Linked DNA regions of Mus musculus: all the other regions are linked to region 3. The links are chromatin contacts, called in public ChIA-PET and promoter capture Hi-C maps. All regions are on one chromosome and are shown on one strand. Each heading gives the region's core, a stretch centred on a gene start, on an enhancer-like site or on the middle of the called end of the contact. The rest is flanking DNA. Distances are from core to core; before and after follow the strand shown.

Region 1 (3,459 bases), core at 367-2,866, 510 kb after region 3:
CTGGCCAAGAGTTAGAAATCACATGGGAAGTCTTCAGATGGGAGGCCTGTCTGGAGGGGAGATCCCGCACAGCAGGCTCTTCAGTGGATGCCCAGTGCTCTGTCCACCAGATACCAACAGGGCAAACCTAGGACATCACTAAGGAGTTTGGGGGAATGAGATATAGATGAGTCTCCCTTCTCAGATGGATCATTAAACAGTGAGCTGTAAACCCTCCCACTTGGGCAGCTGTGAGTTCAAGGCCAGTCTAAGTTCCACAGTAAGAGCCTGTGTCAAAGAAATATCGAATCTTTGTTCCTAGACAAATAGTTCCCTCGATACCTTGTGGTTCTTTAGGCCTGTTCAGTAGTTAATAGATTGATTACAATAGTTACAGTAGTTAATAGTTTTCAGATGCCCAGCACTTAGGCTCTACCACATTGCCTTGTTGTCCCCCACTCCGTGTTCCTCTTTCTCTGCCCACTTGCACATTGCTTTTTTTTCTTTCTTTCTAGAACTTTTTGAGAACACATTGTTAACATATTCAGGGCCAGCCTCTACTACACAATGAGATTCTGTCTCAAAATGAAACAAAATAAAAACAAACGGAAAAACCCAAATCTATTACTCTTTAACTACTTCAGTCCCTGATTTTGTTAGTTTTAGAAGCAAGGGTGTTCACTTCCGTATCTGGGAATTACCATACCAGGCCGTACAAATCTTGCCTGCATTTGGCTTATTGTCCCTATGATTTCCTTTCTAGAAACTTCTGGGCCACAAGTTTCAATCATCTGTCACAACCCTTTCATGATCCTGTTAGAAGTGGGGAAACAGGCCATTTACCGTACAGAACATCCACACATCAGGTTTTCCAAGTGTTTTCTCCTACTGAGACCCAAATTGGGCCTTTGAGGCAGGACTATCTCCACACTCACGCTGCATCTTTCTCAGGCCCCCTGGCAGTAGGCCCACTGCTGACCTATCCCTTACTGGAAGCGTGATTTTGGGCCATTTGGGTCAGGTGGTGCCTGCCAGGCGCTTGGCTGCATTTCCCTGTGTGGTTAAGGGGTGACTTGGAAGTTACTTGGTGACTTTGCTCCGCTAGATCACTCTTGAAACTCTTAACTAGTTTCAGCTCTTATAATGTCTTCTGTGGCCATGTGCCTTTCTGTTTTGTTTTGCTTTGACTTCTTGAGTCTCCAGATGTAGCCCAGGCTGACCTTAAACTTGCCATCCTTCTGCCTCGGCTTCCAGAGTGCAGTGCTCCACCTGGTGGCATTTATAACTGGAATAGCCAGCTGACTGATACAGAGTATCAGAGGGCTTCCTGGAGCCAGAGCTGAAGCTTTGATCCTTGAACCTTCCTTGCCTCTTCCTTTGTAAACTTGAGCCCAGCAGCTGAGAACAGCCCAAAGCCTGCAGGCGTGAAGGCCAGTCAGAGAAGAATAGAGCAACACCCCAAAGCAATGCACCCCGTAGAGCTCCGGCTCTCCTCGGGTTGGGGTCTCCATCACTTCCCAACTGTTCATTTACTTAAGTGCATAACCGAGAGGCTTTGGCGTGTATTTAGTTGTTGAGGTTTCAACTTTTTTTTTCTTAGATGTTATTGTTGAAAAGAGCTAAAAATGGCCCGAGTCACTTCCTTTTTGCTGGCGCACACTTCCTGCATGTCCGCAGCTAAGCTCCCATTATGGTATTTACAGATTGGCCTACAACGTCTACATTTTGTGATGAGGTCCGTCAGAGGTAACCCTTCCAAAGAGAACACGCTATACCTTGAATTCCTTTCTCCCCCTTGTGCTGCCCTCTGAGAGAGGGCTTTCTTTCCTGTGTACCAACTGTTAAGCCACTCTCAAAAATCACTTTCTTCAGGATCACAACTGTAAACAAAATATTCTAGCCTCCCTCTTTCCTAAGCAGCATTTGTTTAAAAGTCTCCTCTTTGGTAATGGTGGCTTGTACTGTCTCTCCCCCTGGTTGACAGTCATTTTGAAAGGAACATAGCCAGGAGGTAGTGGCTTAATCCCAGCACGTGAGAGGCAGAAGCAAGAGGGGTCTCTATGTGTTCAAGGCCAGCCTGGTCTACAGAGTGAATTCCAGGACAGCCAGTGCTACACAGAGAAACCCTGCACCAGAAGAAGAAGGAGGAGGAGGAGGAGGAGGAGGAGGAGGAGGAGGAGGAGGAGGAGGAGGAGGAGGAGGAGGAGAAGGAGAAGGAGAAGGAGAAGGAAAGGAGAAGAAGGAGAAGAAGAAAGGAGGAGAAGGAGAAGGAAGGAGAAGGAGGAGGAGGAGGAGGAGGAGAGAAGAAGAAAGAAGAAGAAAAGGAAAGAAAGAAAGAAAGGAAGGAAGGAAGAAAGGAAGGGAGAAAGAGAAAGAAAGAGAGAGAAAGAAAGAAAGGAAGGAAGGAAGAAAGAAACTTTTTTTAAATCAATAGATGAGCTTGCTTGAAGTTATGTTGTAGATTACTGTACTGGCTAGTTTTGTGTCAACTTGACACAGCTGGAGTTATCACAGAGAAAGGAGCTTCAGTTGAGGAAATGCCTCCATGAGATCCAACTGTAAGGCATTTTCTCAATTAGTGATCAAGGGGGAAAGGCCCCTTGTGGGGGGACCATCTCTGGGCTGGTAGTCTTGGTTCTATAAGAGAGCAGGCTGAGCAAGCCAGGGGAAGCAAGCCAGTAAAGAACATCCCTCCATGGCCTCTGCATCAGCTTCTGCTTCCTGACCCGCTTGAGTTCCAGTCCTGACTTCCTTGGTGATGAACAGCAGTATGGAAGTGTAAGCCGAATAAACCCTTTCCTCCCCAACTTGCTTCTTGGTCATGATGTTTGTGCAGGAATAGAAACCCTGACTAAGACCTATATAGTTTTCTTGCTCTACCATACAGATGTGTCAGTCAGGATCCCTAGTCATATAGAACATTGATCCATTCATCTCACAACACACTTATTCACATGTGAAAATTAAATAGCAGTACAAGGTAGCATTAGTTCCTTTTGGAATCATGCAACTTTTTTTTTTTTTAAAGAAACGGAGGCAGAAATGCAAATGACCTGCCCCAGTGAAACTGGACAGAGCCCAGGGGGAGGGGAGAGCACTCGGAAAAGGGAGCCAAGGGAGAGGTTTTGAAAGGCTGTGTCCTGGTCAAGCTAAGTGACCGGTTAGTAAATAAGTTAGCCCAGGAGATGAATCAAAGAGATGAGAATGGGCAAGTAGATGGGAGGGGTACGTGGAAAACAGCACCGGGGGATCTGGAGATGTCTCGGGATACCCAGGGAGCTTTTCCTCGCACTGCTTGCGTCTGACATATCTGAAAATTCAACCTTATGAGTAAGTAGTCGATATTCTCTTTGCTCCGACAGAAGAAGACATTGAAGAGATGTGTGCAGCCTGCACCCAGCTCCATCGCACGCTGGAGGAAGCGCGCATGCTCGGAAAGAAGTTCAAGCGAAGAACTGTCCTGCTGAAGGCTCTGTATAA
Region 2 (3,147 bases), core at 578-3,077, 460 kb after region 3:
ACAATTGTTGGTAAAAAAACAAACAAACAAACAGATTTGGTTTTGATGTCTTGTTTTGTCTTCTGAGACAGGGTCTCACTGTGCAGCTCAGGCTAGTTTGGAACTTAAGGTAATCCTCCTGTCTAAGTTTCTCACATGCTGGGATTATAGGTCCAAGCCATGTCTGTTTTACAGGTTTGTAAGCTCATGTTTCAGTGGAGATGAGACTTTTAGACTTAGAAGCCAGCTACTGCAACGTTTGGGAAGGCTCACTGTGGACCGCAAATCTGGGGTGAGAAGAAGATGTAAAGCTGAATTTCTATTGGCTATCGATATACTCATTTTTCACCCACCATCATTCAGAAAGATGTTGAGGTTGAGTTAATATCAGATTACCAGTCATTTAATAACAAAACATTTGGAGAAGTCTGACTCTCCATGAAGGGTCAGATAGACACCTGTATTTATAAACAGCCACCAAGAGACCCAAATGGACTTGTATTTTATCATATCTCACAAACTATGAGATCAAAATGCTAGTTATGCTTTCTATACAACAGGCAATGTCCTTTTGCACAGTTGAGTCTGGTGACACACAAATGGGACTTCATAGGATAGATCCTGTTCCCAGTGAAAAATAATATTTAGTTTGGGATCCTAAACTTCATCAATGATTGAGTTTTCTTTGTCTGTGATGTGGGAAATCTTGTTAAGCACTTGGAAAACCTTTACTCAGTGTTCCAGGTGTCATTTCTCATCAAAGGTATTAACTGTGCAAAATAGATACAATTTAGTTATTCTTTACAAGACCCTTGGCACCATGGAATACGGCATTTTCCCAGTGTTGACAACACTTGCTGATAATCCCTATGTTTATATACCGTAGTGTAAATTTAGAGCTTATGCCTCGCTTGTATTTCACAAGTGTTACCCAATGATCCAGTGTAGACGCAAACAGAGTTTGAATTAGAAACATATACACAGGACTCTTTTTTTTTTCTTCCCCTGTTGGGTTGTAGTGATTCAGTAAGAACACACAGCGACTAGCCATAGCAACCCAAGACTTAAATCGCTCCTTCCTGATCTCACCTTGGGTCCCTAGTTGCTCTGTTGTGAGCTCGCTCTACAAACGGTTGAGTGCTGCCCAAATGCAAGGAGTTAATGATATCCAACAGGTTAACATTCACTGCTACATTCACAGCTCTTCACATTTATTTTGCTACGGCCCACGATTCAGCTATTCACACACAGGGATAGCACTCTCTGCCTGAAGCATAAGAGATGAGATGCTAAGGAACCGTTCCAGGTGGACGTTGACGTCTATAATCAATAACCGACTCTTTCCCAAAACACTACATTGTTCCTCTGCCAGTTGTTTAACAGTCTTGGAGATCCTACGGGGAGAAACAAACATGGTTGAACATATTGCTAATGTAAAAGAAGACTCCCCTCCACCCATTCTTGCCTTTCCCCTGTGGGTATGCTCCTGCCCGCGCTCCCGCACGGGCCCTCGCCACGCCTCGACGCTGCTACGCGTGCGTGGCTAGAGGGATTGGCGCAGGCTCAGTGGCGGAGAGTGGAGCAGGGCCGCCCCGCCCCGCCCCGCCCCGCCCCGCCCCTCCTCCTGGTCCCTGCTGCCCTGCGAGAGCGGGAAGGCCGTCACACTCCGCCGGGGTCTAAGTGTCTAGCGCTTGTCACAGGTGTTTTGAGTCGAGCCCGGATTCCCCAACCAGCACCTACTCCAGCGCATCCCGCTTCGCTCTGCGGCGTCCTGGATCTGTAGGCTGACCGCTCGGCCTGCAGCGAAAGGTGGTTTGTGTACGGTTACCATGGAGATGCTAGCCAGCAGGGCAAAGGCGGTGCGCGGGAGGGCGGGAGGGCGAGGTGAGGATGCTGAGGCGCTCGGCCCTAACCTGGACCGGTGAAGGAGCGGGCTTTTCCGGGAGTGGGAGAGCAGCTGTGCGTGCGGGAGGTGAGGAGTCCCCTGCAGGTTCACCAGGGACCCCTCCTGCAGTCTCTCTTCTGTTCCCAGATAGGGTCGAGGGGTGCTGCTGCATACTCTCGGGGTCTGCACAGGAGTCAGCTTCTGTAACTGTGAGCATTTAGTCAGTTGCCTGGTATTTAACAGGAGTAACCAGTAACACTGGTTGAATGAGAGAGTGATAGACTAAGGGACTCTGTGGAGGCAGGCCACAAGAACAAACTAGGATTTTCCTAGGTAACAAATGACTCCTCAATAAAGTGTATGTGGAACAATATTAATTACACCGTATGTATACAGAATGCCCCTTACAACCCATGCCACAAGTATTACCGCAGGTTCTTCCATCCCGACATCATATTCTTTTCGTTTGGTAGAAAATAAGTCACACTATATGTATCCCATTTTTGTAAATCCCTAAGGTTTTGACTAGCAGTTTGCATAGATTTGGGATAACTGACATTCAGATAAAAACGCTGGGTTTTTTTGTTTGTTTGTTTTTATTTTGTTTTTAAATCAAGGATGGTATTCTCTAGTTGAAAATTTAAATTTATGATATGCATGAAAACATTGGACAGATAGTCTCTTTTGTGACTTCTCTTGTTGGTGAGTATTTTCATTCTAGGAAGATCTTTCTTGACCAGCCAGCACTTGGACAGTACTTCTTAGTATTGTAAGAGCTAGCTAGCATCGTGCTAAAGCATTTGGACATTTCATGCAATGCTGAAAGCTGCCCTGAGAGTTGGTCATTATCCATGCTTTTTTAACAGAAGAGAACTCGGGTATAGAGATGTCTAATGCCCTTCAAGGTCACAGAGCTGCAGATCCTCGGGGGACTTAACACTTGCTCTGACATCTAAGCACTTTTCTTGCACCTGTTTGGATGCTCATTTAATGCCAAAGTAATTCAGTCATGGAAAGAGCCCTGAGTGTTTGATTTGCTGGGGAAAGAGGGTGCACCAGCAAACCCTATGTCGGCAATGTTGATGGGCAATGTTGTCTTTAACATGAAGGAGGTGGCTCTGGTGGCTGTTGGTAGCAAACAGTAGAGATAGGGGTTTTTAAAGATATATTTATTCTTGTTTTATGTGTATGAATGTTTGCCTGTGTGTATGTGTGTGTACAGTGTGCCTGTAATGCCCTCTGAGGCCAGAAGAAGAAAGTAACACATGCAAATAACACGTGGG
Region 3 (3,611 bases), core at 663-3,162:
ATGCTGGCAAAACACTCATAAACCTAAAAAAAATTTAAAAACAGGTTGCTTCAGCCAGGCAGCGAGCGGGGCGGCACACTTTTTCTATCCTAGCACTCAGGAGGCAGAGGTAGGCAGATCTCTTTGAGTTCAAGGCCAGCCTGGTCTATGGAGCTAGAGTTCCAAGACTGGATGTGTACATCAGCAGATACGGTTGTTCTGGTCAGAGCTTGGAGAGGGAAGAAGGGAGGGAGGGAGGGAGGGGGGAGAGAGAGAGAGAGAGAGAGAGAGAGAGAGAGAGAGAGAGAGATCCAAATCCATCTTTGAGATCCTGACTGGAAGCTTGGGTTTAAGTCGTAGGAAAGAGGTACAACAACTCAGCCGTCCAGGTCAGGTGTGACCTGTGCATCACTGGCCCACCATTGCCCAGCTCCAGTGTGTCCTACAAGCTGGTTCTGCACTGTCTGAACCGTGTGACGTCACTTCCGGGAGCCCAGCTTCTCCCTTTTCTGGTTGGCACCAGGCTTCAACCTTTTCCTTGTCCCAGCGTGGGATTCTTGGGAGCAGTTTGATTTCTTAGGGCCATTGTTTCAGTAGTGCAATAGCCAAAGGGAAAGAAGACACAAGTGTCTCTTTAGACTATCTTCAGTCCCATCGGGGTGGGTACATACTTTGACATATTAGCAGAGAAAAGGCTTGAAGTTACTCTGCCATACTACACCTTCCATTTCCTGTTTCTTCAGAATTCCTCTTCTGGTGACCACAATTTGGTTTCCTGGAATTCTTCTTAGTGTTCTCTTTTTTGGTCACACAATTGAAACTTTGTTTCCTCCTTCCTAGGAATGCTAGACTTTCTTGTTTTCCATAATTCCCAGCTAAATGTTCAGGTCTTTTAGATATGATCCACGGTTGAAGGGTTTACTTTTTTGTTGTTGTTGTTGTTGTTTTATTTATTTTTAAGGATGTAACTATGTAGTTGGACTTCTAACCCTGCTGTCTACATTTCCCAAATGCTAGGATTGCTGTTTGTGCTTTTTCTTCCCAGACTGGTGAATCTTGGGCTTCCTGCTAACTAGGCAAACACTCTATCAGCTGAACACCACCCGACAACCCCTGGGAAGGTCTTTGTCTTTTGTTAAAAGTTAATCTTGTATGGACTAGAGAAGTGGCTCAACTGTTTAAATAATGTGTAACTTATGCAGCCGACAAGGGTTTGGTTCGTAGCACCCACGTTGAGTGGCCCACAGCTGCCTTTAATCTCAGCCAGCTCTGGGGGGATCAATGCCCACTTCTGGCCTCCAGAAGAATCGCTTTCAATATAGGACACACACACCTAGACAAAAATATAATCTCCGTACTCCTCCACAACAGTGCTCTCTCCTTGATCCCACTATTGTCTTTAGCTGCAGCGTTCATCTAGCCAAAGGGTCGCCAGCCTCAAATGAGGGCAGTCGCAAATTCAAGTGGTCACACCATCCCATGACTGCCACATCCACCAGCTGTCAGTCTGGGCCCTTTGGCTTTCCTGTCCCACTTATAAGCTTCTTCAAAGCATGAAAACATGTGCTATATAGAAGATAATTTCTATTACTCAACAGCTCAAACAGAAAGTGGCAGAAACACATTTCAGGTACCCTTCAGAGACACGTTGGACACCGAAAGAAAAGTAAATTGAGGCTATATTATAGCAGATTGGACGAGGTATAATATATACCTCTTGGTCACCTTCATATTATGCGGTCTTAGAAGGTTCACGATTATTACTACAAGCTACAATTGGTTTCTCAGGCCTGGAGAACTAGGGTTTCAGTGGGGGCGGGGTGGAGAGTTGGTTCTAGCCGCCTCTCAGCGGGGTGGGGCGCACCCGCGACTGTCAGGACACGCCCCCTCAAGGCGCGAGGCCTCTCGGGACTTGTAGTCCCAAGGCCCACCGGAAGGCGTGAAGGGCAGGCGTTGCAGCCTTTCTAAGCTTGAGGTCATCTCTCTTTAACGCTCTCTCATTTTCAGGCGTGGCCTCCTGGAGCGCCACAGCACCCGGCTGCTCCGTCGCGTCTTCTGGGTTACAATAAAGTTTTCCTCCCTGTACGGAGCTCAAGATGGCGGCCTCCTGGTCGCCCTTGGTTACTCTGCGCTCCGCCGCGCGCAGCCGGCTGACTGGGAGAGGTGTTGGGTGCGGGGCGCGGGTCGTCGCAATCCCTCCTCCGGCCCCTGGCCCTGGGAAACCCCTGTGGAAAGGTCAGTGACCGTGTCACGAGCGGGCCGCGCAAGGCCCTGGGGTCACCCCACTGTCTGATCCCTCCCAGCTGCACCCGTGGCTTCACAAGTTGTAAGGATCCTAGAGACGAGTTCGTGTCTATTGACCTTTTGCATCTCGTTGCCCCAAAGAGCGCTGAGCGCCTCAGGCAGCTGCCCAGAGTAACTTCCATTTGAGGGTCAGAGGCCAACCCAGTTCTTCCCCAGGTAACCCAGGCCTGGAGAGGGCAGGTGTGCAAGAGCCCGGCTTGGAGGGATGGGGGTAAGCAAGATGGGGTTGGTGTGTGGGGAGCCTTTCACCCCAACCCATCTGGGCTCTTAAGGCTGGTGATGGACTTAATGGTCATGTCAGTCAGGGACCCTATGCCCCCTCCCCGCCCATTTTCTCGATGCAGTCTTAAATTCCTAGGGCATCACTTTGTCTGTTTGTCTGTCATTTATCTGTTTTGCCCCTGACCTTCGATTCTTTCGTTCTACTGTCATGTGTCTGTGAATGAGTGGTTAGCCAAATTACAATCACGTGGTCTCACTGTGTGGTACAGGCTGGCCACGAACTTGAGAACCTCCTGCTGCTCTTTCCCAGAAGTGCTAATTTTACCTCTCTTCACTGGACTGGTTTCTCAAAAGACAGCAAACCCTGTGTCCTTATTTCCTTGGCACGTAGGATGGTGATTGGTGTCTGATGAGCAGATATTTTCAAATGAACGACGTTATTCTCATGGTCTTCCTCAGTCACCTTTCCTCATCTCCAAGAGCTTCTTTATATACCTTCAAAATCGGATATAATTTAACAGAGTATATATATGCAAATGCCGATTCTCATCGTCTCAAGATAGGTTTTTTTCCCCCCTCAGTCATTGAAATAAATACCAGACTGTGAGCTTTACATGGCCCACTTAGCAAAGGGCCTTGCTATCAAGCCTGAGTTCAATCCCTAGGACCCATATGGCAGAGGGGAAGTACCAACACCCACCACTTGTCCTCTCTTGCGCGCGCGCACGCGCACACACACACACACACACACACACACAAAATAAGTAAAGTAAAAAATATTCCTTTCTATTTTATAAACAAGAGAAATGCTGAAGTATAAATCTCATTAATTGAGTCTGGATTACAGTTTCTGCCCCTTTCTTTACTCCCCCCCCCCACACCCGCCATCAAGAAATAACCCCAGGAGGGTTATTTCTTTTTCCCCTCTTGTTTGAAGTTTCATTTACAAAGCTGGCTTAAACAAAGGCAGGAAGGAAGCCTTGGGAGAGACCATGAGGACAGGAAGGGCAGGATTTGGCTTGATTTTCAGCAGTACTGTGCTTTGAACCCAAGGTCTCCTGTGCACTAGGCCACCCTTCTGCCACAGAGCTATAGGTTCAGTTCTT
Region 4 (3,589 bases), core at 883-3,382, 380 kb before region 3:
AGCGGAGGAGCTGAGGTGACAACCTTTGAGTTTGGCTTGTTTCCTAGATCGCCTATGACCTCCAACCTTCAGCCCCACAACGAGAAGAGAAGCAGAAAGTGAAACTACTGTTGCTCTAGCAGAGAACAGCAGCCGCAGAAGAACTGTGCAGATGAAAGCCGAGCTTGCCCGCTCGTTCTTCCTGTCTCGTTATTGCTCATATATAGCTTTTAAGGAAATAAAAGTAATTTTGGTGACACGGGTAAGACATTTAAATGTGGTAAAACAACTAAGATTTGGGATTTTGTTGGATCTGTGTTTCCTCTTATGACACAAATCAGACAGGCAGATTTGGAGAAGGTTTCTACACACACACACAGTCACAATGTTAAGAGTGAGAGAAACACATTCATGTTTTAATAGTAGTTGACAGCTATATTTTAAAGGTAGACTGTAAAGCTACCAAGCGGCTTCTCTGCACGGGGCATCAATGTTTACATTTTAGCTGCATTTTGATGCTACGCAGTGCTAGTTTTCTAGGTAATTGCCACCCAGTAGCTGTTACTCAGATCGACTGAGCCACTTCTACCAAGCAACAAGCACACAAAATGTTCCATAAAATACTGTCTAAATCAGGCACCTTCTCCTCTACAGCCATCTCCATACTTCTACATGTTCTCCAGACATTCCGTTTTGTTTTGTTCTTAATGAGAAAAAAGTCTTGAGGAGGGAAAGACATCTATGTCTCTTACCCTTCAAAAAAAAATGTTCCTTAGTTGAGAAAGGAATTAAAAACATGGAACACACAACAACCACATCTGGATCACTTTTCAAGCATCCCAGCTACAAAGCCCCATTTCTCAGAGAGCTGCTGATGGTCCTAGCCCTCTTGAGAAATGTCATGACCCTAGAAAGACAACACAGCAAGCCGCCACCTCTGGCTTATTGTCGAAAATAACGGCAAGAACTTAGACTCAAGCGCATCAATGATGAGTGAAAACTGCTAACTCAGCAGCCATACCCACTGGTCCTGTCCATCCGCAGAGCAACCTGTAGACGACACCCGGGGCTGCAGGCAGAATGAGTGGAAGCTATTTGGGGTCACATAGGACTGTGTGAGGGGAGGAGGTGACTTTGTCTTTGAACTTGGGGAAACTCCAAACATTCCATACTAACCTGTTAGTTATTTCCTCCTAAAAAAACTAATAGCAGGAACTTGCAAACAATTAATACTCTCCTTATCTATGACTGGTACATCAGCAACCAACAAAAACACATGAAATATCCCATCTGCAGCATTCAACACAAGTAAATAAAATTCAATTTGAAAACAAATGCTTTGATGAGTGCTTATATCACAGCCAATTTTAATAATCAATTTTAGGTAAATATTTGTAACCTAATCCATACTACAAATTTTAAATTAATAATACAAAATAAGACAAAATTATTATTAGGAAAAAAACCATATTCATGTTTGAAATAATAAAAAATTTGCACATATTTACATATAGACTTAAAGAGAGGTTAAGTGTATACATGTCAAAAATGGTTATAAACTGTGTTTTTACTTTAAATCTCCCTTTGATATATAGTTAAAAAAAATCAAACATTATATTTTGCATGTTAGGATCCGAAGTTTACCCACCGGGCTCAGTAGTTTTAGCACCAGACACTCGTGCATTGCCAGAGAGGCAGGCATGCAAACCCTCCCAAATAAACTAAAGCAGGTAACCTGTTGTGCCGCCAGCCCAAAGAGAAGGAGCCATACAATGTACCACAGCACACCCGCCAGCATGCGTCTCCCTTACCTACAGCTTGGTCACAGAGCCCTGACCAGGGTGTTGCTTGCTGAGGTCTGGAGTGGTGGCTTAGAAGACAGGTGACTTCCTGCACACACACTGCGAGTATGGCACAAGCTATCTTCCACCCGTGTGCTACGCCTGCCTCACAGCTAGTCGCCAGCAGCCCAGCTCGCCGCCGCTGCAAACATCTCATTAGACTAATGCATTCAGTACAGGCAGAACACTCGATTTACCATAGCTACAGCAGTGAATTTCCATTACGATGACAGCTTCAACCACATCATGTCCGGAAAACCAGCCAACCGCTGGCTTCTAAAGAACACACACACATTTTACATGCAGAAAGCGAGGACTCTGTGTGTGTGTGTGTGTGTGTGTGTGTGTGTGTGTGTGTGTGTGTGTGTGTGTGTTATTTCTTTCCTCTGTACAGACAGACCAGCTAAGAGAAATACACAGCACAGCTTTTTGTGAACAGCAGCCGCCAGGTAATGATACTTCTGCTTCTTAGATAGTTACTTCCTTGTAAGAAACTGAATTATGTCACAATAGTCAGAATGGGTGTTTCCTGCATTTCAGTTTTCATTACCCCTCCTCCGTTGCCATAGAAACCAGACTGTAACATCATCTCTTTGTCCCAGTCTTGCAGCAGTGAGGGCCACACCAGGCTTATAAGACTGTTACGATCTGACAAGGCTAATGTTTGGCTTTGGGGGGAAAAGAAGAAGAAAGAAAGAACAATGGTATACCAACAGAAAGCCTGTGTGTTGTCAGAGGTGTGGACCTGTACTGATGACACACTGTGGCTGTACCTGTTAGCTCTAAAGCTGCCTATCCTACGTTTAATCCACATCTGTGTGTGCACATCTGGAAGTGTTTCTCCATGCCCAAACACTCTTGGGACCTGCCTGGGAAAGGGCTGCTGTCTCTCCTCCATACCCACTGCCTGTCCACTAAACCAGTTTACACCAGAGAAGGTGCCTTTTCTCCTCCCTTCTTTTTATAAAGTGAGTCGAGGTTTTCTGCTGCTGACTTGACTCATCTGGGGAAATGGGATGTGTCTCAAGTGTGTCTTATAAGATACCTGGTTTACAAATACAGGCTGTCTACCGGGTTTGCTTTTAGGGACAGGGAGCATGCTTGTAGCCAGGACTGACATTAAACTAATTTGGAAGGTCTGGGTCACAGCTTAGCCAGTTACTGAGTATGAAAAATTAAAAAGGACCTACAATTTGAATGCATATGTAGTGTGAAGTAAATTTGTCCCCTCAAATTAAATAGATACAGGAAATTGATGTTTTTTTTAAGTCAAAGCATTATCCTTACTAAGAAAGAAGGAATTCCCTGGGTGGCATGTGTCCTTTCTGCCTAGGTCCGCTGCCTGCCACAGCCCTGACTCCTCTGCCCCAAGGTGGTTCCCAGGCTGGCCGGGGCCTGGCCCAGCTTGGATGGCAGTCTCCATTCCTACCAAGTGCCATAAAGAGTCAAAAATTTGTACCAACAGTGTAGTATGTGTCCCCTTTGACATCCAAGGGAATCAAAGGCTGATTAGTGAAACAAGATTGGCCCATAGAAGCTCTCAATAAATTTCTATTTTATGAAAGATACAGACAGTTTGGCCCAAGTAGAAATTATTAGGGTTATGGGACTGGCTTTGGACTGAAATTCATGATGTAGAAATGGAAAAGTAACACGTTCACAACAAAGTGCAGACTCACGCTGTTAAGGAACGTAGATGGGAAGAGACATAGAGCTCTCTCCTCATGGGAAGAGGCCTTAGGGGAGGCGGTGAGCTGCCGAAGACAGCA

The links. Promoter capture Hi-C pulls out the DNA fragments that hold promoters and counts their contacts. ChIA-PET counts read pairs in DNA pulled down with a chosen protein or histone mark. Capture Hi-C pulls out chosen DNA fragments and counts their contacts.
Region 1: a contact with region 3 is called in a promoter capture Hi-C map of hematopoietic stem and progenitor cells, with 2.3 times the contacts expected there. The contact joins the enhancer-like site here to the promoter of Afg1l in region 3. A contact is called at or near these places in 7 of 39 promoter capture datasets (the 3T3-L1 cell line, 3T3-L1-derived adipocytes, the C10 cell line and 4 more), 1 of 115 datasets of contacts at active chromatin or transcription factors (bone marrow-derived macrophages) and 3 of 9 other capture datasets (adipose tissue, liver and pancreatic islet).
Region 2: a contact with region 3 is called in a promoter capture Hi-C map of adipose tissue. The contact joins the promoter of 1700016J18Rik here to the promoter of Afg1l in region 3. A contact is called at or near these places in 2 of 39 promoter capture datasets (hematopoietic stem and progenitor cells and liver), 1 of 115 datasets of contacts at active chromatin or transcription factors (bone marrow-derived macrophages) and 2 of 9 other capture datasets (adipose tissue and liver).
Region 4: an RNA polymerase II ChIA-PET map of memory CD8 T cells shows a contact between it and region 3, with 36 read pairs. The contact joins the promoter of Scml4 here to the promoter of Afg1l in region 3. A contact is called at or near these places in 1 of 115 datasets of contacts at active chromatin or transcription factors (memory CD8 T cells) and 1 of 9 other capture datasets (adipose tissue).

What each region holds. Positions count from the first base shown.
Region 1 is chr10:41,971,083-41,974,541 of GRCm38.p6, reverse strand. It overlaps Armc2 (armadillo repeat containing 2), which reads left to right. Exons shown (of 18, transcript NM_001034858.3): 8 at 3,342-3,459. The region is part of intron 2 of Gm33058 (a long non-coding RNA gene); the gene reads right to left. Among named protein-coding and RNA genes, the nearest start is that of Gm33058, 14 kb to the right of the region's middle. Within about 2 kb of position 1,616, at least 45 of the 459 cell types and tissues checked have an H3K27ac peak or open chromatin away from gene starts, as enhancers often do. A contact at or near this core is called in the HPC-7 cell line, bone marrow-derived macrophages and hematopoietic stem and progenitor cells, where this site is marked.
Region 2 is chr10:42,016,834-42,019,980 of GRCm38.p6, reverse strand. 1700016J18Rik (a long non-coding RNA gene) reads right to left here and starts at 1,827. Exons shown (of 3, transcript XR_871596.3): 1 at 1,720-1,827; 2 at 1,069-1,373. Armc2 (armadillo repeat containing 2) reads left to right here and starts at 1,599. Exons shown (of 18, transcript NM_001034858.3): 1 at 1,599-1,788.
Region 3 is chr10:42,476,866-42,480,476 of GRCm38.p6, reverse strand. It overlaps Afg1l (AFG1 like ATPase), which reads left to right and starts at 1,912. Exons shown (of 13, transcript NM_145743.2): 1 at 1,912-2,214. The coding sequence starts at 2,076.
Region 4 is chr10:42,859,055-42,862,643 of GRCm38.p6, reverse strand. It overlaps Scml4 (Scm polycomb group protein like 4), which reads right to left and starts at 2,132. Exons shown (of 9, transcript NM_172938.3): 1 at 1,791-2,132. It overlaps Gm34006 (a long non-coding RNA gene), which reads left to right. Exons shown (of 3, transcript XR_380280.4): 3 at 1-238.